Regions from separate parts of the Mus musculus genome. Here all the other regions are linked to region 1. Evidence: chromatin contacts called from public HiChIP or PLAC-seq, capture Hi-C and promoter capture Hi-C data. All regions are on one chromosome and are shown on one strand. Each heading gives the region's core, a stretch centred on a gene start, on an enhancer-like site or on the middle of the called end of the contact. The rest is flanking DNA. Distances are from core to core; before and after follow the strand shown. Region 1 holds the start of Zswim4 (zinc finger SWIM-type containing 4). Region 2 holds the start of Dand5 (DAN domain family member 5, BMP antagonist). Region 3 holds the start of Rad23a (RAD23 homolog A, nucleotide excision repair protein). Region 4 holds the start of Gcdh (glutaryl-Coenzyme A dehydrogenase). Region 5 holds the start of Syce2 (synaptonemal complex central element protein 2). Region 6 holds the start of Rnaseh2a (ribonuclease H2, large subunit). Region 7 holds the start of Pkn1 (protein kinase N1).

What was found. HiChIP or PLAC-seq counts read pairs in DNA pulled down with a chosen protein or histone mark. Capture Hi-C pulls out chosen DNA fragments and counts their contacts.
Region 2: a contact with region 1 is called in a capture Hi-C map of embryonic stem cells, with 3 times the contacts expected there. The contact joins the promoter of Dand5 here to the promoter of Zswim4 in region 1. A contact is called at or near these places in 3 of 39 promoter capture datasets (the C10 cell line, embryonic stem cells and erythroid cells), 1 of 484 Hi-C or Micro-C datasets (myocytes), 5 of 115 datasets of contacts at active chromatin or transcription factors (astrocytes, bone marrow-derived macrophages, embryonic midbrain and 2 more) and 4 of 9 other capture datasets (adipose tissue, embryonic stem cells, liver and 1 more).
Region 3: a contact with region 1 is called in a promoter capture Hi-C map of liver, with 4 times the contacts expected there. The contact joins the promoter of Rad23a here to the promoter of Zswim4 in region 1. A contact is called at or near these places in 4 of 39 promoter capture datasets (the C10 cell line, embryonic stem cells, erythroid cells and 1 more), 1 of 484 Hi-C or Micro-C datasets (CD4 T cells), 8 of 115 datasets of contacts at active chromatin or transcription factors (bone marrow-derived dendritic cells, bone marrow-derived macrophages, effector CD8 T cells and 5 more) and 4 of 9 other capture datasets (adipose tissue, embryonic stem cells, liver and 1 more).
Region 4: an H3K4me3 HiChIP or PLAC-seq map of bone marrow-derived macrophages shows a contact between it and region 1, with 4 times the contacts expected there. The contact joins the promoter of Gcdh here to the promoter of Zswim4 in region 1. A contact is called at or near these places in 2 of 115 datasets of contacts at active chromatin or transcription factors (astrocytes and bone marrow-derived macrophages) and 2 of 9 other capture datasets (adipose tissue and liver).
Region 5: a FOXA1 HiChIP or PLAC-seq map of pancreatic cancer cells shows a contact between it and region 1. The contact joins the promoter of Syce2 here to the promoter of Zswim4 in region 1. A contact is called at or near these places in 2 of 39 promoter capture datasets (the C10 cell line and embryonic stem cells) and 2 of 115 datasets of contacts at active chromatin or transcription factors (embryonic forebrain and pancreatic cancer cells).
Region 6: a contact with region 1 is called in a promoter capture Hi-C map of liver. The contact joins the promoter of Rnaseh2a here to the promoter of Zswim4 in region 1. A contact is called at or near these places in 1 of 39 promoter capture datasets (embryonic stem cells), 7 of 115 datasets of contacts at active chromatin or transcription factors (astrocytes, bone marrow-derived dendritic cells, bone marrow-derived macrophages and 4 more) and 2 of 9 other capture datasets (adipose tissue and liver).
Region 7: a promoter capture Hi-C map of liver shows a contact between it and region 1, with 2.9 times the contacts expected there. The contact joins the promoter of Pkn1 here to the promoter of Zswim4 in region 1. A contact is called at or near these places in 3 of 115 datasets of contacts at active chromatin or transcription factors (effector CD8 T cells, large pre-B cells and thymic regulatory T cells) and 1 of 9 other capture datasets (liver).

Annotation. Positions count from the first base shown.
Region 1 is chr8:84,235,620-84,239,149 of GRCm38.p6, forward strand. Zswim4 (zinc finger SWIM-type containing 4) reads right to left here and starts at 1,423. Exons shown (of 14, transcript NM_172503.3): 1 at 1,248-1,423. The coding sequence starts at 1,385.
Region 2 is chr8:84,820,783-84,824,087 of GRCm38.p6, forward strand. Dand5 (DAN domain family member 5, BMP antagonist) reads right to left here and starts at 2,041. Exons shown (of 2, transcript NM_201227.3): 1 at 1,587-2,041. The coding sequence starts at 1,898.
Region 3 is chr8:84,839,303-84,843,061 of GRCm38.p6, forward strand. Rad23a (RAD23 homolog A, nucleotide excision repair protein) reads right to left here and starts at 1,350. Exons shown (of 9, transcript NM_001297606.2): 1 at 1,192-1,350. The coding sequence starts at 1,263. It overlaps Calr (calreticulin), which reads right to left. Exons shown (of 9, transcript NM_007591.3): 8 at 3,642-3,734; 9 at 2,786-3,542. The coding sequence ends at 3,345.
Region 4 is chr8:84,891,965-84,895,241 of GRCm38.p6, forward strand. It overlaps Gcdh (glutaryl-Coenzyme A dehydrogenase), which reads right to left and starts at 1,957. Exons shown (of 12, transcript NM_001044744.1): 1 at 1,778-1,957; 2 at 1,591-1,720; 3 at 1,484-1,510; 4 at 1,057-1,200; 5 at 867-929; 6 at 438-608. The coding sequence starts at 1,717. Gm39213 (predicted gene, 39213) reads left to right here and starts at 2,044. Exons shown (of 3, transcript NR_168730.1): 1 at 2,044-2,142.
Region 5 is chr8:84,870,586-84,873,941 of GRCm38.p6, forward strand. It overlaps Syce2 (synaptonemal complex central element protein 2), which reads left to right and starts at 1,526. Exons shown (of 5, transcript NM_027954.3): 1 at 1,526-1,668; 2 at 2,135-2,247. The coding sequence starts at 1,654.
Region 6 is chr8:84,964,419-84,968,166 of GRCm38.p6, forward strand. Rnaseh2a (ribonuclease H2, large subunit) reads right to left here and starts at 1,658. Exons shown (of 8, transcript NM_027187.4): 1 at 1,442-1,658; 2 at 1,153-1,224; 3 at 899-1,025; 4 at 713-800. The coding sequence starts at 1,568.
Region 7 is chr8:83,697,236-83,700,989 of GRCm38.p6, forward strand. Pkn1 (protein kinase N1) reads right to left here and starts at 1,944. Exons shown (of 22, transcript NM_177262.4): 1 at 1,732-1,944. The coding sequence starts at 1,752.

The DNA.
Region 1 (3,530 bases), core at 173-2,672:
GACACAAGATGCTGAAACCATAGCACTGGGTCAGTGTCACAGCCTCAGAACGAGCCTGAGGAAGCTGGCATGACAGCTTGAGAACCTGAAGGGGTCAGCATTACTACATCAGAGATGAAGTCAGCTCTTCAGGATCCCTAAACCAAATTGTTCAGACTCCCAACATCAGTTCCACCCTGGGTATTTCTTCCCCTGTTCCTCCCCTGAGGAAAAAAAAAAAAGCCCCTTCTCTAGGAGGGAAGGGCTGACCTGCCATCCCCTGTAGACTCCAAGGAATGGAGCCAGCATTCGAGGCTGTGTTCCAATCTGAGTTGGCTAGTGACTGGCTGGGTGACCTTGGGCAAGTTTCTCAACGTCTCTGTGCCCCAGTTTCCTCAAAGTGAGAACAACTCCACAAGGGCTCCAGAACCTGCCCAGAGTTCTCTTAGCACCTGGCTGGGCCAAGGCAGATCTGTGAGAGTCCTGAAGACAGTTTTACGGTTCTTCTGTGCATGTCACATAGGGTGAACAGCACGGAGGCCCTACCCAAGGTTTCTACGAGAGAAGGGGGAGTCAGTGATTCGGCTCCTGACAGTTGGCAGATGACTAAGGAGGGATTTTCCGGTCATGAATCAGAGCCTGCTCAGTCCACGGTCAGTCCAAACCCATCCATCCTAACTCAGGAAGAGTTGTGAGGCCAAGAACACTCAAAGTCAGACTGAAAGACAGCTGTATGGGACTGAGAGGAGCCTCGGACCCTTCCCATCTTCTTGGGGGACCCTTAGACAGAGAGAGGGGAATTTTTTCTCGGGACACCACTCCACAAGTCACAGAGTAGGGGTTCCAGGAGCCTCTCTGCCTCTGTATCCCAATCTTGGCTCTGGAATAGCTGGAGGGAGGGGGAAGGGGGGAGGAGGGGCACAGAGCCCTTCCCTCAGTGACCCTGCCTCTTGTCCCACAGTCGGGGATCTGGAGAGGACTGGTGGGCTCTGGAGGCTGGAGCAAAGGGATACAGGGGTGTCATGTATAGGCCCTGCAGAGACGGGGGTCTTCTTCCTGGAGGGTGGGACAGGGAAACCCTACGGCAGGAGTGGGGCAGTGTGGGTCTCTGGGCTGGTGTGTCTCTTGAGGAAGAAAAGAGGTCAGAATAGAGACCCGGAGGGTCGCGGGCAGAGAGGCTCGGGGTGCGGGGCCCGGGGTGGCGGTGTGGGGGGCTGGCTGCTGGGGAGGGGGCGAGGTGTGAGGCCTGGGGCAGGCCGGGGCCTTACCTGCTCGAAGGCCCAGCTCTCGGCCACCCGCTTGGCGCTAAGGTCCAACAACGGCTCGGGGCGACTGCGACGGGCCCCGGTCCCGGGCTCGTCCCCCGCGGGGCAGCCCCGGCTGCGCTTGGCCGCCGGGGGCTCCATCCGGCCGAGCCGGCCGGACGACGCGGCCCCTTTAAGACTCTTCACAACAATGAAGCCGTCTTAGCAGCCGCTGCCTCCTCAGACGAGGCCCCGCCCCCACCGCCCTATTTCTCCCTTTCTATTGGCTGTCCTCAAAGACCCGCCTCCAAGATGCCGCTGTTCATTCGACAATCTCCACGTCCGTCTTTTCTGTGCCATCCAATAAGAGGTCGCAAGAAGAGTCGCTGTCCATCACGGGGCGGTATGAGCCAATCAAAATGAGGGAACCCCACGGCTTGGCCTTGTGAGGAGTTTCGGGGAGGTCTCACGTTCATTCACAACATTCCTTCTCCGCCCCTTTGGGCCGGCCCTCTAGCCTGGCGGCTGGGGCTGCGCCTACACACGGCTTTGTTTACGGAGGGTCGCTTCCGGCCGCCTCCCGGCCGGGGTTGACTCTCTCTGAGCTGTAATGACCCTAGAAACTCAATAACCTCTCTGGGCCACTGGTACAGTTTGGATGCTCTAAGAGCCGACCCGGGCCAGCACAGTCCTTCCTAGCAATGCGCTCGCTGTGGGCTGTTAACTTTACGAGTTCCTCTTGAGCTGCGAGCTAAGACACCCCAATCCTTTCTACGTCTGTGGAATGAACATGAAATTGCCCATTTCGACCCATGAGAGTGTTAGTTTCATTAGATTGGACTTAATGCATGTCAAATCCCCCACTTCGAATCGTTTTTTCCCCCTGACTCAGCTTATATTTTCCACAGTGCGGAAGCCACTCACCATCTTCGTCATTTTTCCACACCCCACCCCCATGACCTAAGAGAACCTTGCGTTTTCCTACCGTCGCGGCCTCTCCAGCATCATTTATTCATCTAGTCCAGGATTAGATGGCCCACCACCCTGCACTACCTCTGAACCCCCCCCCCCCTTCTCTCATTATGTAACCCTGGTTAGTCTGATTGGAGATCCTCTTGCCTCATCCTTTAGAGCTCTTTGAGATACCAGGGTAGGGGGGTTGTTAAATGTCTCTCTGAACTCTGAGCTCCAAGGATCAAGTGTACGTCCATGGGGAGACAAGTCAGCACGTGGAACAGCGCCCAGCGTACAGTAGCAGTTCAGACTAAAACCTGCCAACATAGCTGTGATCCCATTTAGTGTTTAGGATCCTCAAAGCAGGAAAAACCCAACCTGGTCCACAGAAGCCGACTAGCCCACTGGTTGCTTTTGGACAGACCCCTCCCCACCGTGGCAACTAACAGTCACTCATAAGTAGCCTGTGAACCCTTGAAACAGGGCTGCTCAAGTGGGGCTCTTTTGTAGGGGGAAGAACACAATGGAGGAACTGGAGAGATGGCTCAGAGGTTAAGAGCACCGGTCAATGGATCCCAGAAGACTTGAGTTTGATTCCTGGAACCTACATGGCACATGATCGCTGTGACTCCAACTCCAAGGGAATCTTACATCCCCGGCGGGACCCTGTCTCAATAACAGCAGTGATGTCTTAGTTTTCTTTGTTTCTTTATTTCCATTTTGTTTTTGTTTTTGTTTTTGTTTTTCGAGACAGGGTTTCTCTGTATAGCCCTGGCTGTTCTGGAACTCAATTTGTAGACGAGACTGGCCTCAAACTCAGAAATCTGCCTGCCTCTGCCTCCTGAGTGCTGGGATTAAAGGTGTGCACCACCATGCCCAGCCCATGTGTGGGTTTTTTTTTTTTTTTTTTTTTTTTTTTTTTTTTTTTGTGATTGGGTTACCTCACTTAGGATGATATTCTCCAGATCCATCCATTTGTCTAAGAATTTCATAAATTCATTGTTTTTAATAGCTGAGTAGTGCTCCATTGCGTAAATGTACCACATTTTCTGTTTATTTGTTTTGTATTGTTGTTTTTAGGCTTTTTAGGGTAAGATGAGTTGAGTTAATGCAGCAGCTATTCACTTTCCTAATGCTGTGGGCCTTTAATACAGTTCATGTTGTGGTGACCCCCCCAACACCATGAATTATTTTTGTTGCTACTTAATAACTCTAATTTTGCTACTGTTATGATATTTTTGGAGATAGAGGTCTGCCAAGGGGGCAGTCACAACACACAGATTGGGAACCACTGGCTTAGAGGGTAAAGGTGATCACCATTAACCGAGAGGATCTGCGTTCAATTCCCGCAAC
Region 2 (3,305 bases), core at 791-3,290, 590 kb after region 1:
GCTGCCCTATAGCCGGTGAGAAGCATCTGCTATTAGTCATTCATTCATTCATTCATTCATTCATTCATTCATTCAACAAACACTATATGTCCACTGTATGCCTGTCCCTGTTGTAGGTCTTGGGACAGGAATATTAGAAAGAAAACAACCAACCAACCAGATAGCCTCTGCCCTGAAATGGGGTTGTAGCTCAGGATGTAGGGTACTTGTCTAGCATACTTGAGGTTCTGGGTTCCACCATCAACACCACATAAACTGCTCTGCTGGCTCATACCTGTAATCCCAGCATTCAGGAGGCAAAGGCAAGAAGATATGACGTTTACAGCCAGCCACAAGCTACATAAGACTTTAGCTATAACAGCAGTAACAATAAACAGACAGACAGACAGACAGATACCTCTGCTCCAAGATGGGTGTGGTGACTCACACCTATGATCCCAACAGAAGGATCACTGGGTTAGAGGGCAGTCTGTGATACCCAGTACAAATGCAGGCTCCAGAGCAAAGCTCTGTCTAAACATATACACACAGCACACAAGAAAGTCTGTCATCCGCCAGGAGTGAAGGGATGAGTGGGAGGAGCCCAAATCAGGGAGGTCAAAGAATGTAGACCCTTGTGGGCTCTTAGAACCGGGAGAGTAACTTTAGAGTCCTGGTCGTTTGGAGAGCAGCAAGGGACATGGATTTGTCAACAGCCTCTTCCTGGCTGCTAAAATAGCCAGTGGCTGGAGATGGGGCTCAGTGGGAAGAGCTTGCCTCACACGCATGAAGCCCTAGGTTCTGTAAACCAGGTGCGGCTGCACACAGAAGGTGAGGTCAGGGGTGGGATCTTCTGTCGTTGCTGTCTTCCTTTGTTTGTGTTGGTTTTCCAGACAAAGATTCTCTGTGCCACCCTGGCTGCCCTGGAACTCACTCGGTGGACCAGGCTAAGAGAAGTGGAATTATTTATTTATTTATTTTTGGTTTTTCGAGACAGGGTTTCTCTGTAGCCCTGGCTGTCCTGAAACTCACTTTGTAGACCAGGCTGGCCTTGAACTCAGAAATCCGCCTGCCTCTGCCTCCCAAGTGCTTGGATTAAAAGCATGTGCCACCACTGCTAGGTAATGGCACATATCTGTGGGCACATGAGTATGTGTGTATGCAGAGGAGTGCTGGGATTAAAGGCATGTGCGAGAAGTGGAATCTTAAAATCCTTTTTAGCTACATAGTTTCAGCCCTGAGAGCACTTTAGTTACATAGAAGTCAGGGTGGGCTGCAGGAATTCCTGTCTCAAAAACAAAACAAACAAAAACAAACAAAAAAAAACAACAAAGAAAAAAATCAGACTTGAGAAATGAAAACAAAGGCAACCACAGTGGCAGAAGTGGAAAACCACTTGCCCTGTTTGATAAGGAAGAAACCTAAAGTTTATAGGCACTTAGCTTCAGGACTTGAGACTTAATTGCAAATCTGCCTGGCCATAGGACCTGTGCTCTGAACACTGCTGAGAGTGCCCCCCACTACTGCTACCACCACAGACCCCATCATTACCAAAGATGACACCACCACCACCACCATGGACACAACCACCACCACTACAGACTCACCTGAACAAAGGACAGAGCTTTACAAGTCTCCTGAAGCACTTCTTGAGGAGCCAAGGGCAAAGGCACACCAGCAGCTACTCTCTGCCCTCCTCCCTGCAGCTCACCTGTCCCCTGCTGTTTGTTCTGCAGGCCCAGGAAGGCCTCCCAGCTACCCAGGGCAGAGATGGGCACCAGGGGATCCAGAGTCCAGCTCTGATTGATAGCAGTCCCGGACTGAACAGGGGTCGCTGGGGCCCCAGGCCTCCCTGAGCCTGTGGGTAGCCAGGCCCCACTGAACAGACCCAGCAGCGTGGTGAACTGGCTACGGAACATCACTTGGCTGTGCAGTCGTTTGTCTGTTTGTCTTAAAATGGGCTCAGGGTCCTTCGCAGTGGGCCCTGCTGTCTAGTGTGTGGAGTGCGGGCCCTCAGAGGTCTGCTTTTTATCACTGTTCCCTGGAGAGCAGCTTGAGAGTTGTTTTCTGGGAGCTCACAGCAGGGAAGGAAGGGAAGCTGACCTGGCCAATCCCACAGCTCCTCCCAGCCTGCTGAGAGTCCCTGGGGGGGCTGAGCCTGCTCCATGGGGACCATGAGAATCAAGGTAGGCAGGCCCAGGGGACAGCAGCTAAGGGGTCTTTTGAACCCTCAGACCCCTATTCATCCACTTAGTGACATCACACCCTTCGGTGCTGCCCTGAAGTTTCTTGGCTGTGCACCTTCATGCAAGGTCATTAACCACCTTGGGCTTCATCCCTTCTCTGTAACAGGATACTGGCAACAGCATCAGATACAACCTCAGAGGTTGTGTTGAGGACTCAGAGAGACCTGAAACACACATACTCATGCTCATTTGTCTCATGAACCCATAACTTTTTCCCCCTGTTCTGAGGAAGAAACCTTTATGAATTATAAACAGCTCTGCAGCACTCCTGTACCCAAACGACAATGAATTAACCTGACTGCTACTACTGTATTACTGGGTGGGGTGGAGACAAGACCTCTGTATTATGTAGCTCAGATTGGCCATTATCTTGAGCTTCATCCACTTCAGTCTCCTGAGTACAGAGACTGCAGGTATGGGCCACAACTCCCATATCTGTCATCCCAGCACATAAAAAGCACCGGCAGGAGGATCCAGAGTTTAAGGGCAGCCTTGGCTAAAGAGCGATCTTGTTCCAAAGGAAAAATAAAACAATAGGATGAAATGAATTTCAGAGGGATCAAGGTACCGGTTTCTGATACCTGGGCCGTCAGGGAAGACCCCCCCCCACCCCCACCCCCAAGAAGGTGACACTTTTGCAGAGACCTGAGATGCTGATACAAGCGATGGGAACAGAGTGGTGGGAAGTACACAGAAGACGTGAGATTGCATCCCAGACTTTGGGTTCTCAAGGCGCCTGTGGGGGTCGGACACGGCCCTTGTCGGTGCATCTCACACCCAGGTGAGGAGGAGCAAGGCATGGCGGCAGGAGCGTGAGAAGCTGCTGCCTGGGTCCTTCCCGCGGCGCGCTCGCCATCTAGCGGCCGCTACACCCTGGGACACTAGCTTCCAGCCTGCTGTTCCTCAAACATCCTTTCTGAAGAACCTCCAGCCAACTCCAGTCCTATACCGACAAAGGCTGCAGCCCAAGCATTGCAGCGGCCTTGACGTTTTCTCTGCCAGAATCCCCCACTTCTCACTTCCACCTCACTTCTTTTTGGATGAGCGCACTCACCTCACCTCCCACTTTCTCCTTTGCTC
Region 3 (3,759 bases), core at 100-2,599, 600 kb after region 1:
TCACCGTGTGTGTATATGTGTGTGTGTGTAATGGTAGTGGTGGTTTGGGGACAGACCCCTAGCTCAGGCCTTGTATATTCAAAAGCTCCATCCCCAACCTGTTTTACAACTTGTTTTACAGAGGCCTGTGGAACAGAACAAACACAAGTCAGTGTTCTCATGAAGAAGACACTGATGTGAGAAGAAAAGCAAACTTGTATTTCCAATGGGATGTGGTTAGGAGGGGAAACAGTAATAAGAAAATGAAACGGTGTATCCATCGCTGGCCTCAAACAGTAACTTTTCTGTACTTACTGAGGTCATCTTTCTTCCCTCCATTTTTGGAACAGGATTTTATTCTGTACTCAACTCCAGGCTTGCCTAAAACATCATAGCCCAGGCTGGCCTAGAACTCCAGGTAATCTCTGCTCAGAGATTATGAACATGACTACCAAGCTTAGACTTCACTGAGGGTACACCAATGGCTTCAACCTATGTTTTGAGAAGGTTTAGGGGAGGTGGCCCAAGACAGCAATATCAGTTACTTGGAGGTTAAGTAAAGAAGGTTCACATGAGCCCAGAAGAACAAGACTAGACTCCACTCTCAAAAAGCAAAACCAAACAAAAGTTCATACAGCATGTTTAGGCTGCTGTTATGTGAAATGGAGAAAAAAAAAAATCTTGTCACTGTCATTATTGGCTGTGACCGTGGCAAAGTTCCTTAACTCCGTGGTTGTCAAAAGGGGAAAGTCAGGAGTCCCCAAACGACAACACTGTTTTGCAGACTCAGCAAGATGACACTAATACTCTGGTAAAGAATAAACTGGTAAAGAATAAACGGCCAACAAAGACGGACCACCAAAACTATTAAGATTAAGACCATTTATTATTATCATCATTGTAGTCACCAGTCGGCACCTCGTTGGCACTGAGGGCAAACTGTGCCACCTGAGCAGCTTGCAGGCTGGGAACGCGGAGCCCGCAGCTGACACGGGAGCCAGACCTGGGAACTCCCAGGGACTGGCCCGGGAACAGCGCCCGAGCCGCCGGGGCAGGGCAGGGCCGATCGGGGGGATCCGAGGAGGTCGGGCTGCTGGGGGAGGGCAGGGCCTGGCCACGGCGTCCTCTCCGCCCCTCCCGTTGGATCCCGGCATCCCTGCCCCCACCCACCCCGGCACCCGGTCGCTCCCGCCCCCGGGCTCCGGCCCGCACCGTCTCGTCAGGTTCCATGCGGATCTTGAAGGTCTGCTGCTGCAACGTTTTAAGGGTGATGGTGACGGCCATGGCGGGGCCGGAGCAATGCGGCAGCCCCGGGATCCTCGTACTACATGCAACTCACGCCGCCGCCATCTTAGCGCCCAGCCGCGCCGCGCCAAGCACTTCCGGGGCAAGTGTGCAGCGCCCGCCGATCGTCAGCGCCGGTGACACCCTCCTCGACCTCTAGAGCATGCGCGGCTGCACCTTACCTTAGACATGCGCAATCTTAGCTTTGTGAGCTTTTGCTGTGTGCACCAGCATTCCGCTGTCTTGGTGACATCATTTCTGCTAACAGTGATGTCATTATACCCACAAAATGGCTCCTAAGGACTTTTAAAGTTTTTAAGGTGTTTGTTGTAGATTTCTGCTCCTAAGTTATTTTTCATACATTCTGCCTATTTCAAGTGACCCAATTTGGATCTGGTCAAAATAAAAGGAATCTTAGCAGAGGACTGCCTAGAAGTTACCATCAATCAATGTAGAGGAGGGCAACTATGTGACCCCATTTTCAAGGACCATCTTAATTTTTGGAATAAATTTACACTTCTAGTTCATGAGTTCCCCACATCTTTGTAATCCTGCAATGACCTACCTATTCATCCAAACATTTTCAAGGTTCTTTTATATTAAATATGTAATTCTCCCCTCCATAAATTTTCCTTACTTACACCAACTCTTAAGGTACCTACATTTTTCGTGGGGGGAAGGGGTAGTATTCATGAAGCTTTAGACCACCCTCACATACCAAAAAGTAATGAAAATGTCAGACTCAGGATAGGGCAGTTCATCAGGGTGATTTAAGGGACTCTCAAACAGAACTAACATCACCATCCTCTTAGATGCTTGCTTTGCCCAGTGTTTCTATCCACACCAATGATCAGGCAATTAACCAAGGCCTGCCTCCCTCCCTTCACTTGAGTCTAGACTCCAGAATTGAAAGCTAGATCACAACTTTCTTGTGAAGAACACAGGCTTCCTCCTGCCCATTCTTCAACCTACTACACTAGAGTATAAAAGGCAGCCTTGAGACTCAACAATGAGTCTCTTCTTTTCCTTGTGGTGGGGATGGAACCCAGGCCATGCTAGCTAAGTGTCCAACTGAACTACATAACCCAATCCTGGAATCTATCTTTATCAGCTCAGTCCTAGAACCATGGGCCCTTGGGGAAAGTAGATCACTGTCCCTGAGCTCAGTCAGTCCCTTTGACTATTATCTACCAGCATGCACCCCACTACTGTGAACTTTGCTCAGCTTTCCTAGGTGTCAGTCCAACAGATCCATCCCACTTTTAACCAAGATGGCTAATATTTGAATTCACTAAATTCTAGTCAGTCTGTCAATGAGGTCTGTGCTAGAATCAAAACTTACACGTCTATGAGTTTAGGATCAAGACCTGATGGCTACTCTCCCATTTAGAGACTATGGGATACATATAAATGACATTTCTGAGACTCTGCAAACTCCAGTAGCTGAAACATACGTCACCCGCACCTGAGAAAGGCTGCTTTTAGCTCCTGATGTACATCCTCCCAGAGAAGGAGACACAATAGGGAAGACACAAAACTTAATTTAATAGAAATTTTGTTTGTAGTTCTTACACTCTCAGTGTGAGCTGTGCTAGAACTGGCTGCCCCACAAGTGGCCCAGTCCTGGGGGCAAGGGAGAAAGGGGATGAGAAGAGCCCCATTCTTCCTCAGTGCGGGGGGAGGGAAAACACCACCCCCTTCTCCTGCCCTCCTCTGAGATGCAGGAAGGAGAGCAGATGAAATCTCAAGCCTAGGGCTTCTCCTCTACACCCCTGTTCCTAGAGTTGGAGGGTAGTGACCAAAAGATGGAGAAAGGGAGGGACAGAAGGAAAAGATGTTGATTCAAAAATGAGAAACCAGATGAGGGCTGAAGGAGAATTAAAGACAAACACCAGTAAAAAAAAAAAGGGGGGGGGGTAATGGGGGAGGCAGGGGAACAAAATCAGAATCTACCCCAGATCTGAACCTGCCTGGAAAAAATGAAAAGTTCTTGAGTCTCATAGAGACATTATTGGGAGCAGCCAGCTCTGCGGCAGGGTGTTCAGGCCTCAGTCCAGCCCTGAAGGCAGGTGGTGTGGCCTCTACAGCTCATCCTTGGCTTGGCCAGGGGATTCTTCCTCATCTTCCTCCTTCTCATCTTCTTCGTCCTCATCTTCATCTCTGTCATCATCATCCTCTTTATCCTCAGCTTCTTCTTCCTCTTTACGCTTCTTGTCCTCTTCTTCTTCCTTAAGCCTCTGCTCCTCATCCTGCTTGTCCTTCATCTGCTTCTCTGCAGCCTGTGAGGACCAACCAACCATATCTTTTAATACCTGGCTCAAATCTGTCTGCCAGTCCTCCCAGATGACCCCTAGAGTAAACAAAGAGCTCTGACCCACCTTGGTAACACCCCACGTCTCATTGCCAAACTCCTCTGCATAGGCCTCATCATTGGTGATGAGGAAATTGTCAAAGATTGTCCCGGACTTGACCTGGGAAAGAACGGAAAGACAGGTG
Region 4 (3,277 bases), core at 707-3,206, 660 kb after region 1:
GTCCCTCCTCGGGAGACCGAGGCATGTAGACCTTTGAGTTTGATGCTACTGGTCTACAAAGCTCCCAGCCAAACAGGGCTACACAGTGAGACCATATCTACAAATAAAATCTGAGTAGCCAAAGAAGTAGAGGAAAGGTCCGCTCATGAGCCTCGTGGATCTGGTTAGCAGTTAAGACTTTAAACTTTGGACAGGGGTGAGAGGCCTAGAAAACAAATCCAAGGGGAGATGATGGTGACCAGAGGTAAAATCAAAGGGTTGGGGGGAGAGAGGAACCGACAGTGCTGGCAGGAGATCAAGGAAGACAACTGAGTCCTAGGACCTGACATGGACACAGGTGGTCTGTAGGAAAGAAGGCAGGCTGTGGAGGGACACCAGGCGGGACCTGCATTCCAGACCGACATCTGACTTTCCTCCTCTTGGCAACAGCTGCTTACCCAGTCCGGGCAGATATTTCTGTCGCTGTTCCTCGCTCCCATAGGTATAGATGGGGTGCATGACAAGGGAGGACTGAACACTCATCATCGACCTGTAGCCACTGTCCACCCTCTCAAGCTCTCGGGTCAGGAGCCCATAGGCCACCGACGACACACCAGCACAGCCATACCCTGGTGCAAAAGAAGAACGGGTAGACCAAAGGCCAAAGATCAGCCCTGGGACTGAGTAGGGCTGTAATATGGCCCTTCTGGAAGTGGGCAGGGGGCTGCCCTGGTTAGGACTTTGTTCCTCTCAAACCCACAGCTGTTTTCAGGAGAGATAACCATTGCCCATTTTACAGATGAAATGCGTGACTGAGGAAAAGGGATGGTCCTTCAAGATGTTGTAGGTGGGTATAGGCTGCATAGTATACACAGAAATGTCCTTACCTTTAATGGTGGGTCCCAACACGCCCAGCTCCCCCATCTCATACACAATGTCCCTGTGAAAAACTGCAGAGATGGGTGTCAGAATCAGACCCTGTCTCAGTCTCATGGAGTCCCTGACTCCAGGGACTGCAGCACATGCAAATCATGTATGGTTGTGAAACCCAGCATGCCCACCCTTCCACCAAGGCACCTTCATTTCGATTAGCCAGCAGAATTCGAGACATAAGCCGCTCCTGGCAGTAGTTACGGAAGGTGTCCCTGATCAGTTTCTCATCGGCAGTCAGCTGCTCCTCCAGTATGAGTGGGTCCTTCCAGTCAAACACGGGGCGAGAGGCTGGGTAGAGTATGGGGGTCGAGTCAGCCAGAACCCCTTATCCTCTTTCACATTTTTAAGCTGTACCCATTCCCCGCCCCCCATCTCGCTCCAGGTGAATTCTGGCTTCAAAACAGTCTGACAAGCGCAACCCCTCTCCAGCCAAGTAGAAACAAATACCCTCTACTTTAGACTTCTGACCCTGGGGATAACCCAGCCTCCCTTCCCAGAAGTCCTTGCATTCATGGACTAGCATGGGTCAGAGAAACAGCTGGACTGGGAATAGGTGGGTAGGTGATCTTACATTTGGCCGGTCGGATCTGTGTCTTCTCTGCAAACAAAGGACGAGAACGCCACACTGAGAAAGTGTCCTGTGTCTCCCTGCCCACCCATCCAGAGCCTTGCACTGACCGGTGTGGGCGGCCGCCGAGCTCCAGGTACGTGGAAAACGCGGGAAGCGCAGGCCGGACCTGCGGCTCAGCAACCGCGCGGAGACTCCTCTCAGGGACATGTAGCCGGTGAGCATTGCAGGAACCATAACCTGGAAGGGCTGAGCGTCAGCGGGGACCAGCCTTCTCCCACCCCATACCCTTCATACCTGGTGCTTGCGGGCTGTGCTCCGGGACCAGCACACTAGGCCTAATAGGGGTTGCTCATTGGTTCCTCCTTGGTTCCTCCCAGAACACCGCCTCCTCTGTGGCTCTGCCTTTTAAAAGAGCCAAGGCAGCTGCCTGGTTTTGCAAGCGGGTTCTTCCATGCCCAGGCAGGTCTCTCCTTTAAACAGCAGAACCAGGAAGGGGCGGAAACAAGTGTGCAAACCCGATTGGCCAACTGTATTTCTGCCCCGCCCATTCCTGGTTAGCTAGTTGCCCAGAGCCTGAGAAGCGGGATCCCAAGTTCAATAAGAACGCCTGGAGGCCAGACCTTGCGAAATCCGCAAATGGGGTGCCTGCAGAGAGAAAGGTGGTGAGCCCCATCCCAACTTGTTGCTTTGTGTGTACTTCGTGGAAGGATGTGATCTTCTGTGGCAAAGTAACTGCATTTCTGTGTACCTGTGTGGTTCTCCTACCTTCTGGGTGTTGTGCAGAATAATCTAGAATATGTTATAACTGGGTGTCTTGGATGTTACAGTTTCTATTGGAGTATGCACTGATTTGGAGAAAATTAAGACAAGAATAGAAAAGAAGGGGGGGCATAACTGTATAAACTCTCCTGAGAAATAGTAACTGGTTATCCTGACAAAGCAGCCATCTAACAATTGTCCTTCAAAAAGAGAAAGCTCTAACCATAGCTCCAATATCTGATTCTCAAAAGTGCTTGACTGACCAACCACACAGAGAGACTTCCCCTTATAGACTTACATCGACCCTTTTATGGTTTTTAGTTTAAGGCACCAATGAAGATTATTGGCTTAGCAATAATGTTATAACTATAAATGTTATAGAAACCCATCTGTGCAATTGCTCAGACCAACAGTAGGTTTCTCCTCTGGGCTTGTGAGTAATAAATTCTTCTGATCCTCTTCTCAGTTGTCAAAGTCTGAGGGCAGCAACTTGTCATTTGGACTTTCCTGTAACGCATTTTATGGGGTTGTATTTCTATCTTGTAACTGGCTATGTAGCTGGGTAGTGGTGGCACACGCCTTTAATCCCAGTACTTGGGAGGTAGGGGCAGGTGGATTTCTGAGCTTGAGGCCAGCCTGGTGTACAGACTGAGTTCCAGGACAGCCAGAGCTATACAGAGAAACCCTGTCTCAAAAAAAATAAATAAATAAAATAAAATAACTGGCTATGTCTCCTCTTGTAGCTGTGTGTGGGTGAAAGCTACTATGATAGTCATCTTTACAAGTGTATCTTGTGGTGTGTGTGTGTGTGTGTGTGAAGTGCTAGGAAGCAAACCTAGCATTCTACTCAAGCTCAACAAATACTGCATCACTGAACTAAACTATATTCCTCCAGTTGTTTTCTTTTCTTTTCTTTTCTTCTTCTTCTTCTTCTTCTTTTTTTTTTTTTTTTTTTTTTTTTTTTTTTTTTTTTGGTTTTTCGAGACAGGGTTTCTCTGTGTAGCTCTGGCTGTCCTGGAACTCACTTTGTAGACC
Region 5 (3,356 bases), core at 276-2,775, 640 kb after region 1:
GAGCTTCCAGGACAGCCAGGGCTATACAGAGACAGAAAGCAAGCAGAGGGAGCCCTGAGTAGGTAGAGTCCAGCCTGAATGTATATCTTAATCTGGGCACAGGAGTCCAAGACCAATTGACCCCTGGAAAACCTGTCTAATCAATTACCTATATGAACCAGGCTCAGGAGGAACGGCAACTCTTTCCCTAGAGTTCCAGAATGATGGCTTCCAGATAATCAACCAGTGTACAAAGGCTAGCAGATCTGGCTTCCTCTCCTGGTGTTTGCAGGCTAGGATTGCTCACCCCCAGATTCTTCCTACCAAGACTAGCTGTGCTGTATTTAATAAATAGCTGAGGGTCCAGGTTGCAGCCATAGCATTAGAGAAGCCACCGGATCCCAGTTTCACTGTGTGTCTGTCCTTTCTTCATTCCCTCACATAGCATTTCAGGCCCCAAGCTGCTAGGGATGTAGCAGCAAAAACAGAAAGGGTTGAAAAGATGGCTCAGAGGTTAAGTACTGGTTTGTCCTGCAGAGGACCAAGTCTAATTTTAAGCACCCATATGGTGGCTCACAATTGTAATTCCAGCCTCAGGGGACCTGAACCTCTTTTCTGGCCACTATGGGCACTATGCACACACGTAGTATAGAAATAAATATATGCAGTCAAAACACCCACACCCGTAAAAATGTGTATTAAAAAACCACTTAAACACAAGAGATCCCTCTAGATGGCTCAGTGGGTACAGGTGCTTGCCTAGTCTGATGACCTGAGTTGCATCTCCATGACCCACACGGTGGAAGGAGATTGTGGACTCGTTCAGGCTGTCCTCTGACTTCCACACTCCCGGAGTGGATGGCACATAGGCATGCACAAAATAGGTCAAACGTAAAACAAAAATAAAATTCAGCTCATCGATGAAGAGCATCAGGGAACAGGAATTAGGTTTTCAAAATCCATGCCAGGAGGCTTATAACTAGGGGATCTGATGCCCTCTTCTGGCCTTAGTTGGAAGGTGCCCAAAAGTAGTTTAAATCATATATAACATGTAAATAAAATAAAATGAAGGTTGTTCCTAGGTGGTGCCTGCCTTCAATTCCAAGGCAGAGAGGCAAGCTGATCTCAGAGTTCTAGGTCAGCCTGGTTTACAGAGTCCTAGGCTGGGACATAGTGGAACCCTGTTCCAAAAGAATTTGATCTGGGCACTAGTGGCGCATACTTTTGATCCCAGCACTCTAGCCGCAGAGGCAGGAGAGTGTGAGTTTGAGGCCAGTCTGATGTACAGAGCTAGTTCTAGGACAGTCAGGGAAACACTGAGAAACCCTGTCTTAAAAAGACACTGCCGCCACACAAACTGTAGATCGAAGGGGCGGAACTCTGACGCAGTGTGAATTCCTCAAACTCTTGAGGGCCACAGGTGACCCCGAGTCCCGCACCTACGCATTATGAGCTCAGACGCCCACCGGTCCATACAACACAAATCCGTCTGTTACCACATAGCACCAGCATAGCCCAAAAGGCAGAGCCAGTTCGGAGGGCCTTCGAGTTCGCCGCCCCCGGGGGGGGGGGGGCGGGGGCGGGGCCAGGGCGCGTTTCATTCAGCACGTGCTCGGGGCGGGGCGTGCAGGGGGCGTGGCGTGCGCAGAGGGCGCTGAGGCGGGAAAAGACGGAATGGAGCGCCACGGAGTGAGTGCGGTGCGGTTTCCCGTGTGCGGGCGGCGGGAGGCGGGCGACGGGGCTTAGGGCCGCGGGGAACAGAGACTTCCTCCACACATTCGAACCCGGGCCCTGTTCCCCGCGGTTGGAGCCGCCTCTTGCCGGGAGAGGCGAGGTTTCCTGACTAACGAGACGGTGGGGCCTGGTGGACGAGGCTGTGAGGGGGTGCGGTGCGCTTCAGGAGCTGGTCGAAGACAGCACACGGTGTAGACCAGGCCGGGCCTCGAACCCTCAGCGGTTGCCTGCCTCCGCCTCCCGAGGCTGAGGAGGGGTTCGAGGCGTGTGCCACACTCGGCCTCCTTTTAACTACTCTCCGCGGGAAGGTGTTAGCGCGCCCCCCATTGCGGCCCCGAGGGTCCTGACCCCGGGGCCTCCCTGCTAGCGCGTCCCTTTTGAGCTTCCCCACCCCGCCTCTCAGAGCTGGCTGCGCTCGCAGGTGGCCGCGCCTCCCGTGGAGTTAAAGGACCAGGAGCCGCCGGCGATTGTGGAGAGCGGAGAGCATCGGCAGAGTGAGAACCACGAGGAGACGCCCGGCTCAGTGGCCCCGAGGTGAGGAGTGACAGGCCCAGCTGCCCTTCCGGGGCCCCGCCTTGGTCACGTAGGTCATTCCACGTGGTCTGCCCTGGGCCTTGGTCCACGGGTGATTTAACACCTTCCAGGTTGGTGTTTTATGAAGCCGCAGAGGACAAGTGGAGCACCGTGGCGGGCCCGGCCTAGGTGTCCTCGTGAGGACAGCCATGAGACAGACCTCATATAGAGGAAGTTTACTGGCGAGAAGGGAGAGGTGGAGGAAAATAGAGAGCGAGAGCGAAAGAGGGAGGAAATGGAAAGATGGAGAGAGAGGGAAGATGGAGAGAGAGGAGGGGAGGGGAGACAGACACCAGAGCCAAATAGTCCTTACCTGTGAGCCAGGGTCTTACCTGGCTGTTGCTAGGTAACTCTTGGGCGGAGCCTACAGGAAATGCTAACAACAGGTGCCCACATTGGTTCTGGGTACTGGCAGTCTCCTTTTGATATCCACAAGGTTTAATTTCAGGATGCATAGAATCCTCATGTTTAGACTCATTTTCTCTTGGTTTTTGTTTTTCTTTCTTTTTCTTTTTTCTTTTTTTTTTTTTTTGGAGACAGGGTTTCTCTGTGTAACTCTGGCTGTCCTGGAACACACTATGTAGACCAGGCTGGCCACGAACTCAGAAACCCACCTGCTTCTACCTCCCAAGTGCTGGGATTAAAGGCATGTGCCACTGCTGCCCGGCTAGTTTCTCAATTCTTTTGTGGATTTATATGTGTGTGTGTTTTATTTAAGACATCAACAGAAAAGGGGTGAAAAAAGCTGGGCATAGTGGCACGTGCCTTTTATTTCCGCACTCCAGAGGCTGAGAGGAAGGCAGGGCTCTAAGCTCAAGGCCAGCCTGGTCTACAAAGTAAGTTCCAAGGCAGCCAGGCAGCCAGGGCTACGCTGAGAAACACTGTCTTGAAAAACCAAAACCAAAAAAATAAGACATCAACAGCCAGGCTTGGCGGCATAAACCTTTGATCCCAGCATGGTCTATATAGTGAGGCACTCAAAAGACACCAAAATCAAAGTCACTTAGATTTTCTCCAATATTCTAATTTTGTGATTTTTTTTTCATTTATTTAGATATGTGATCCACTCT
Region 6 (3,748 bases), core at 408-2,907, 730 kb after region 1:
AAGAAAGAAAGAAAGAAAGAAAGACAGACAGACAGAGACAGAGACACAGAGACAGGCAAGCAGACCAAAGCTCTCATCTTTCTAGACCCACTTTTTTTTTTTTTGGAGACAAGGTCTTGCACTAACCCTGGAACCCAACAATTCAGCTGGTGGACTGGTCAGCTATCCAGACCCATGATCTTCCTGTCCCCTCACTCCTAGCACTGAGGTGACAGGTTTCTGTTGCTTTGCCTGGCTTTACCTTTGGATGCTACGGATCCAAAAAAAAAACAGGGTTCAGGCTGGAGGTAGCCTGGGCTGACATTCAACTCACTTTTTTTTTTTTTTTAAAGATTTATTTATTTATTATATGTAAGTACTGTCTTCAGACACACCAGAAGAGGGAGTCAGATCTCATTACGGATGGTTGTGAGCCACCATGTGGTTGCTGGGATTTGAACTCTGGACCTTCGGAAGAGCAGTCGGGTGCTCTTACCCACTGAGCCATCTCACCAGCCCTCAACTCACTTTTTATCCAAGGGTGGCCATAAACTCTTCATGTTCCTGCCTCCATTTCCTAAGTGTTACGACTCTGACTTTATGCAGTGCTGGGATGGAAGCAGGACTTCATGCATGCTAGACTAACAATCTATCACTAATACAGACCCAACTTCAACTTTTTAAAGTCCCTTTTATCAGAAGGTGACCAAAGGGCTGTAACCCAACAGCTCACCTGAGTGACATTCACATTCTGGTCCAGTGCGTACTGTATCAGCCCCGCAGCTGTATCGTGTGACAGGGAGTTGAGGTTGTACTTGACTCTGGTAAAGGACAGAGTTTAGTCCACACCATTGCAAAGGCAGGACGCAGCCTGCCTGTGTTGGTTGCTCTTCCCCCCACTCATGAAGGGACGCCTCACCGCCCAAGCATGCTGGTAGAGATCAGGTTTGGAGACAGGACGTCCAAAGCCCAACCCACAAAGTCTCCATCCTCCTCCATTTTCGCAAAGAGCCTCTCCCGCTCGTTCTCTGTCAAGGTCTTAGAGTCTGGGAAGAAAGTTAAAAGAAAAGGGGACAAGTGGTTGTTTCCCGATTCCGCTTTCCCCTCTGTATCTCTCCTGCCCCCCTGCACATACCCAGGAACCCAGAGTGCAGACATTCTGCACAGGCTCACCTGCCACTTTCAGGGCCTCCAGATCTGCCAAGCGAGACAGGGGGCAGTAACAGATGGCGTAGACCATGGGACCTTGGTAGGAAGAGGACAAGTCAAGAGTTCTGAGAGCAGGGTTCCCACCAGAGAGTACAGTACGTAAAAGCCACCTTGCGCCATCATCACCACGGCCCAAGGCCATCCCACTATCGCTTCCGGATCCCAAGGCCCAGCATGATCCTCACTCCGGTTTCCCTGAAAACTGCACCCCTTTCACCCACGCGCCTCCCAGCCCGCGGCCCTGGAAGCGCACCAAGCACAGGGCCTCGGCCCGCTTCATCCACGCCCAGAACGCACGGCTCCTTGAGACACACAGCAGGTACAGGAGAACTCAGACGACAACGACCCGTATTGTCCCTCTCCAGCTCGCTGAGATCCATGCTGCCTCTGCGACAGCCAACAATTGTAGAAAACAACACTGCAAGCGCAGGTCCCAGCGCGCGTTTTCCGCGAAAACTGCAGTGGCTCTTGATGCTGACCAATCGGCTCGCAGGATCCGCCCTCGATGCGCCCTCCGGCGTGGTCGTTTACGCACGCGCTGCTGTCGCCGCTGGTCTGCTCTTCTCTCCTGGGAATTGTAGTCTTTGAGGACTATCTCCAAGGGCGTGGTTTGTAATGGAGGGTGGGCAGGGTCACTTTGCAAGCTCCGCCCCGTTGCTGCTGGAGCCTGGCCCTCAGTGACTGGTACAGAGAGAAATAACGAGGAAATTAAGATGTAGTTAAGCAGATTGTTTGGTTTGTTTCTTTCGAGACAACTAATAAAGCCCGGCTGGTCAACCTTGAAGTCACTATGTAGCCTGGGATGACTTTCTATCCATAATCCTCCTACCTCCATTTCCTATGCTGGAATTACCAACCCTCACTCAACTGATATTTTTTGGAGGTTTACAAGATCAAATATCATTGCACAGGCGGAACACTGGTCTCACCGGGTCCCGGTCTCCTACTACCTCCATTCATGTTTGTAATGGCTATCTGTCTCTGTCTCTCTATTTGTTTGGGGGGTGGGGGCAGTGGGGGGAGAGTCTCACTGTGTCTCTCTAGCTGACCCAGAATTTGCTACATAAATTGGCCTTGAACTCACAGAGCTACACCCACCTTCCCTCCCCACCACGCTGCACAGAACCTCCGCTCCTAGTACTGAGTGTCCCAGATTCCACAAGGCTGAGGCCTTCTGACTCACATTTCCTGAAGTTAATGGCTCTCCAGGACACTGCTGCCTCTAGGACCTGTCCCTTATCATCTTTCTGAAAGAAAGCCTTCTGTACCACTGTGGGAGATGCCGGGCCCCAGCTGCTTCCTGTTTAGGCTCTGCACCCATCAGGCAGGTATCTTCCCTCCCTTCCCCCATCCCTCCTCTCTTCTGCTATCCCTTATTTTAGGAAGCTCCCATCTCCCGGACTCCTTAGCCACTCCGAGCACACTCTATTGTCTTCTTGGTCAATGAGACACACGCCCATCATTCCTCTATCACATGCTTCTGCTTGCCACCAAGTTTTTTTTTTGGGGGGGGGTTGTTTTGTTTTTTAAGACAGGGTCTCATGTAGCATTAAATAGCCTAAAATATTAAATTAAACATAGCCTTAAATATTATTAAATATCGCCTGGGTTGATCTTGAATTCTTGATTCTCCTGCCTCAGGAGTGCCTGAGTCACAGGCCTGAACCTCCAACAGGGCTTTCTCCTTCCAGCGTTTCCTGCTTTGTCCCATGGCTGTCGGAAAAGCTCCTGTGTCTGAAGTCAGGTGCCTGCTCCCCAGCCAACCTGAAGCTTCAGACTTTGGGCCCTAGTACTCACCTCAAACCAGCCACCACCTCAGTTCCTTCTCTTCCTGCTGTTTGTTTTTATTTTTCAAGACAGGGTTTATCTGTGAATCCTTGGCCGTCCTGGAACTCTGGGACTCATTCTGTAGATCAAGCTGGCCTCGAACCCAGAGATCTGCCTGTCTCTGCCTCCCAAGTGCTGGGATTAAAGGACCGCGCCCTCATGTTAAGTCCCTGCCCTAGATCTGCCAGCCAGTTCTGACTAGCATTGCCATGTCCCGTCTGTTGCTCACCTCTGCTCAGGGCCTCTAGTTGCAGTCCTTCAGGCTGCAAGATGAGCAATCCTGTTGCCGGCACGGCCTCATCTGTACCAGCTTCTCTCGGTCCATGAACACAGGGACTGGTGCCGTGCCCAACACCTGACGGCTGCGTTCCTGTCTGCCCAGGCTGCAGAAACAATGCCACTTTCCCCACGGGCCTAGGACTGAGTCTTCCAGTACTGGAGATGGAGGGTGGACATGAAAACCCAATTGGGGAGTGAACCACCATACAAAGGATTTGTCCAGGGAGGGACAAAGATAAGGAACCTAATAGTAACAACTGGTATTTTTAAGACTTTGCTGCCTCTGTGCAGTGACTTAGGAAGAGCAAACCACCCTTTCAGAAAGACAGCAGTAAGCTGCCTACAGTTGCAAACTGACACCTCTAATCTCCGCCAGCCAGCTCAGTTGGGAGTATTCACTCCCTGTCCTTCATACCCGACATCCATCCAAAGTTGACTCTTGTCTTCAGGGACT
Region 7 (3,754 bases), core at 694-3,193, 540 kb before region 1:
AAGACTCTGTAAGGTAAAAGTGTTTGACCCAAGAACTCATTAGGGAAGGCAGCATTGGTATTTAAACCTGGCCTCACTGAACAATACTCTGTCATGACCAGGCCCCACCCACTGTCGCCCACCAGCGCCCCCAACCCAGCAGGCAAAGCAGGTACACAGCCAGGAGCAGGGCCAGCTCAAGCAAAGAGGAGAGGTGAAGGTCCTTGGCCCCACCTCCAGCAGAGAAGGCCTGGGAATGTGAAAAGCATGCAGGCAGGGAGGCAGGGCCTCCTGGGTCCTCCTCCTCGGTGACTCACTTCTGCCCAGGGACAAGGAGTCACTTGAGGGCAGCAGGGCAAACGCCTGGCCTGGTCTTGAGGAATTAGAAGGTCAGCTTCTCCACCTGCCATTACAGATCTGCAGACAGCAGACCAAGAACTGTCACCTTGGGGAAACCCTCTTGGCAAAGTGGCTAGGAACCCAAAACCCCACTTCCTGAGATTTCAATGCCTGGGGCGTTTCCAGAATCTAGACAGGACATCCGTTTGCCAGACACAGAACAGACAGGCACGGAGACGGTGGAACCAGGCAGCAAGTCCAAGCGGGAATGAACATAAGGGAGAAGACGGGACGGGGACCAAGATGTAGGTCCAGCCTCATTCTGGGAATCACAGCCTCCATGTGCGTCCTACTCGGGACACACCAAGCACATGCATGTACTGGGACAGCCCTGCACAGCCCTCAGTGGGCTTGAAGGGGAGCCGGCACCGGTGCATCAGCCTGGAGGTCTGACCTTGTGAGATCGGCAGCACCAGATACGCCCAGCTCCTCGGCAAGGCCGGCAGGCCATCAGCAGGACTGGGGAAGACGGGTACAGAAGGGTACAGGGGAGACATGGGGGCAGGTGTAGAAGGAGATGAGAACCAGTTACACAGGACAATGGACTGCATGGTGACGAATTAATGGAGCCACAAAGATACAAAGATCTCAGATTTTGGGCCACTGAATTAGAGTGGGGAGTCAGTCACCCCGACCCTGACCCTGCTTCAGTAACGCCCAACAGGTCACACAGGGAAGGCCATGTGGCTGGCAGATGCCAGTCACAGGTGTCTGTTGCGAGGGAGTAGAGACCCAGCCCTGTCACCTTCCAGACATAAAATCCTTCCTGTCTGTGTGACAGGACACGCCCCACCTGGGTTACAGCTCCATCTGTCAGCCTGAAGGGTGGTTATGGGGAACAAGGCGGAAGGAGGAACCCGGCCTCAGGCCTAGTGAAGTGACTTAGACACTTCCTCCAACAGGTGCCCATCTGGGTGGCGTCAAGACCATCGTAAAGACGTCTGCAGGCGGGGGTGGCCCGGGCTTTGTTGTGCGGGGGAGGGGATCGGGCCGGGCACTCCTCCGGTCCGGGGCAGGGTGCCAGGCACCTGCTCCAGGTGAAGCGGCACCTGACAGAAACCGAACGCTGCAGGACCCAGAGTAGGATGTGGGGACGACAGGCACCGGGATCCGCAGCTAGCCTCGGACACCGAAGTGGGGACCCCGCTACACACGCTGACTCTCGGGGAGGGCCAAAGGAGGGGATGCTGGGGTAGAATCCCGAACAGCACCCCTTCCTCCGACCCGGTCGGCGCCTCCACCTGCTACAAGGGCCCGCGCGGGCTCCCGATGGGGACCTCGTCCGGGACTCTACCCGTGCCTGGGGTCCTCCGCGCCTTCTGGCCGCCCCGCGGGTGCGGACAAGTCGCCTACCTGTACGGCGTCGCCGGCCATGTCCTCCGGCCGCCCGCCAGGGGTCCCAGCGCCAAGGAAGGGCTTGCGAGCGCGCGGGCGGGTGCGGCGGGAGGCGCGGCGCCCAGACCCTCCCAGGCGCGCGGCGCGCTCCGGCCTGCTGCGCTCGGCCCGGCCTGGCCAGGCCTCCGCCGAGCTGCGCCCTCCGGCCCCAGCGGCTGCAGGGTGGGTCACGTGAGCGCCGAGGTCCGCGCCTGGGGAGGAGGCGGGGCGGGGGCGGGGCTCCCGGCGGCCCCCGGGGCTTGCAGCGGGGAAATAGGGTCCCTGTTGGCTGTGGGGTGCGGCAAGCGCTCCTTGTAGCGTAGGGGACTCTGAGCGGGCCTAAGCGACCGCGAGCCTCAGAGGCCTTGTCCCCCGCCTCCAACCCCTTTGAATGCAATGGTCACCGTCCACCACCACCCTCGACACACACGGCCCAGCTGCACAGAGGCATCCTCCCTCCCGTTTCCCGGGAGGCAAACACAGGGAGAGCCTGACTTCAAATCCCAGTGTCCTGGGCCTTGGGGGAACACAATACCCCTCAGGACTAGGATGTCTGTAAAACTTGAGGAAGAGTAGGGCAAGTGTATAGATCCCAAGTGCACAATAAATGCCAGCAGTTGTCACTTTTAGCTCATTTTTTTAAAGACTTTATTTTGATTCATGTGTGTTAGGAATAAGTTTCGGGGTGGCAAAGAAAGAGACCATCCTTCAAAATGAAATGTCCGAACAAGGCAAACTTTACTCTTCATCAAGACAGTGCGCTGCGGAAAAGCAAAGAGAAGACAGGAAGTGCATATGGTTTCTATTCTAACTCAGGTGACCTCGCAGTCTTATTCAATTGGCTAGTCTGAGAAAATTGGCGCAGAGGAAATTGAAGGGGAAAGGGGTCACTGCTCCAAGCGATCAATTTCCTAGAATGGAGCGGGGGGGGGGGGGGCGCTTTGTATAAACAAAAGTTTTACTGGGTGAGGAGGATTAAAACATCTCCTTAAAAGTCCTATAAGGTAGGAGAGATAATGATTTTAATTACTGTCCAAAAGACTAATCTTATACTATTTGCTAGAAAAGACTCATATTTAATTTCTTGCATGTGTATATATGTGTTTCTTTGTGTGAGTTATGCACATGTGTGTGGGTGCCTCTGGAGGTCAGAAGAAGACATGGGATGCCCTAAAAGGAAGTTATAAACTGTTTGTGGACTGCACCACCTGGGTGCTGGGTCCAGACTTGAGTTTTCTACAAGAGTAGTATTGCTTCTATCTCTTCAACTCCTATTTTAATCTTTATACCATTTATTGAGTGTGTTCACGTGCATGTACCACACATGCCAAGCCAAATGTGTGGTGGCCAGTGAGTGACTTACAGGATGGCTTTTCTTCTGCACCCTATCATTTGGGGGGGGCACCCAAACTCATCTTCCTAAGCCCTGAACAGGCCCAATACTCCATCACTGAACTCTCAAGACTACAGTAGAGGCTTCCTTCCTTGTCCCCCAGCCGCCTCCTCCTTACAGTCTCTTCCCCAAACCGCATACCAACGGAGCCTAAAGTCTAGACATTTCCAGGAGGAGCCCACCAGGTCCTGTGTCACCTGCCGCCCTTGGTCACTTGCCACTCGCTGCTTCAGCAAGTTGACACCCTCATTATAGCTCAAATGTTGGTGGAGTGAGTTAAATAGCTTGCCACACTAGTCATCTAACTTCCTTTTTACAGATTGATAAAAGAGAGACGCCCCTTGCTTTCATAATAAAGCCAGGATGTTCATGGTCCCTTGCATATCAGGCAAGGAACCCACCCATCTTACAGATGAGGAGGGCACGGAGGGAGTTGGCAGGGAGAAAGCTTTGCCCAGAGCCCTGCTTGCCAGGTTCTGAGCAGCCTCTGGGGATGAGGCTTGGGAATCCAGCCAGAGTCTCCTTAACCTTCCGGCATTCATTTACTCAGTGAGTCTTTATCACAATCTGCTAGGGATTTGGGTGGACTGGGAACAGAGCTGTACTCTA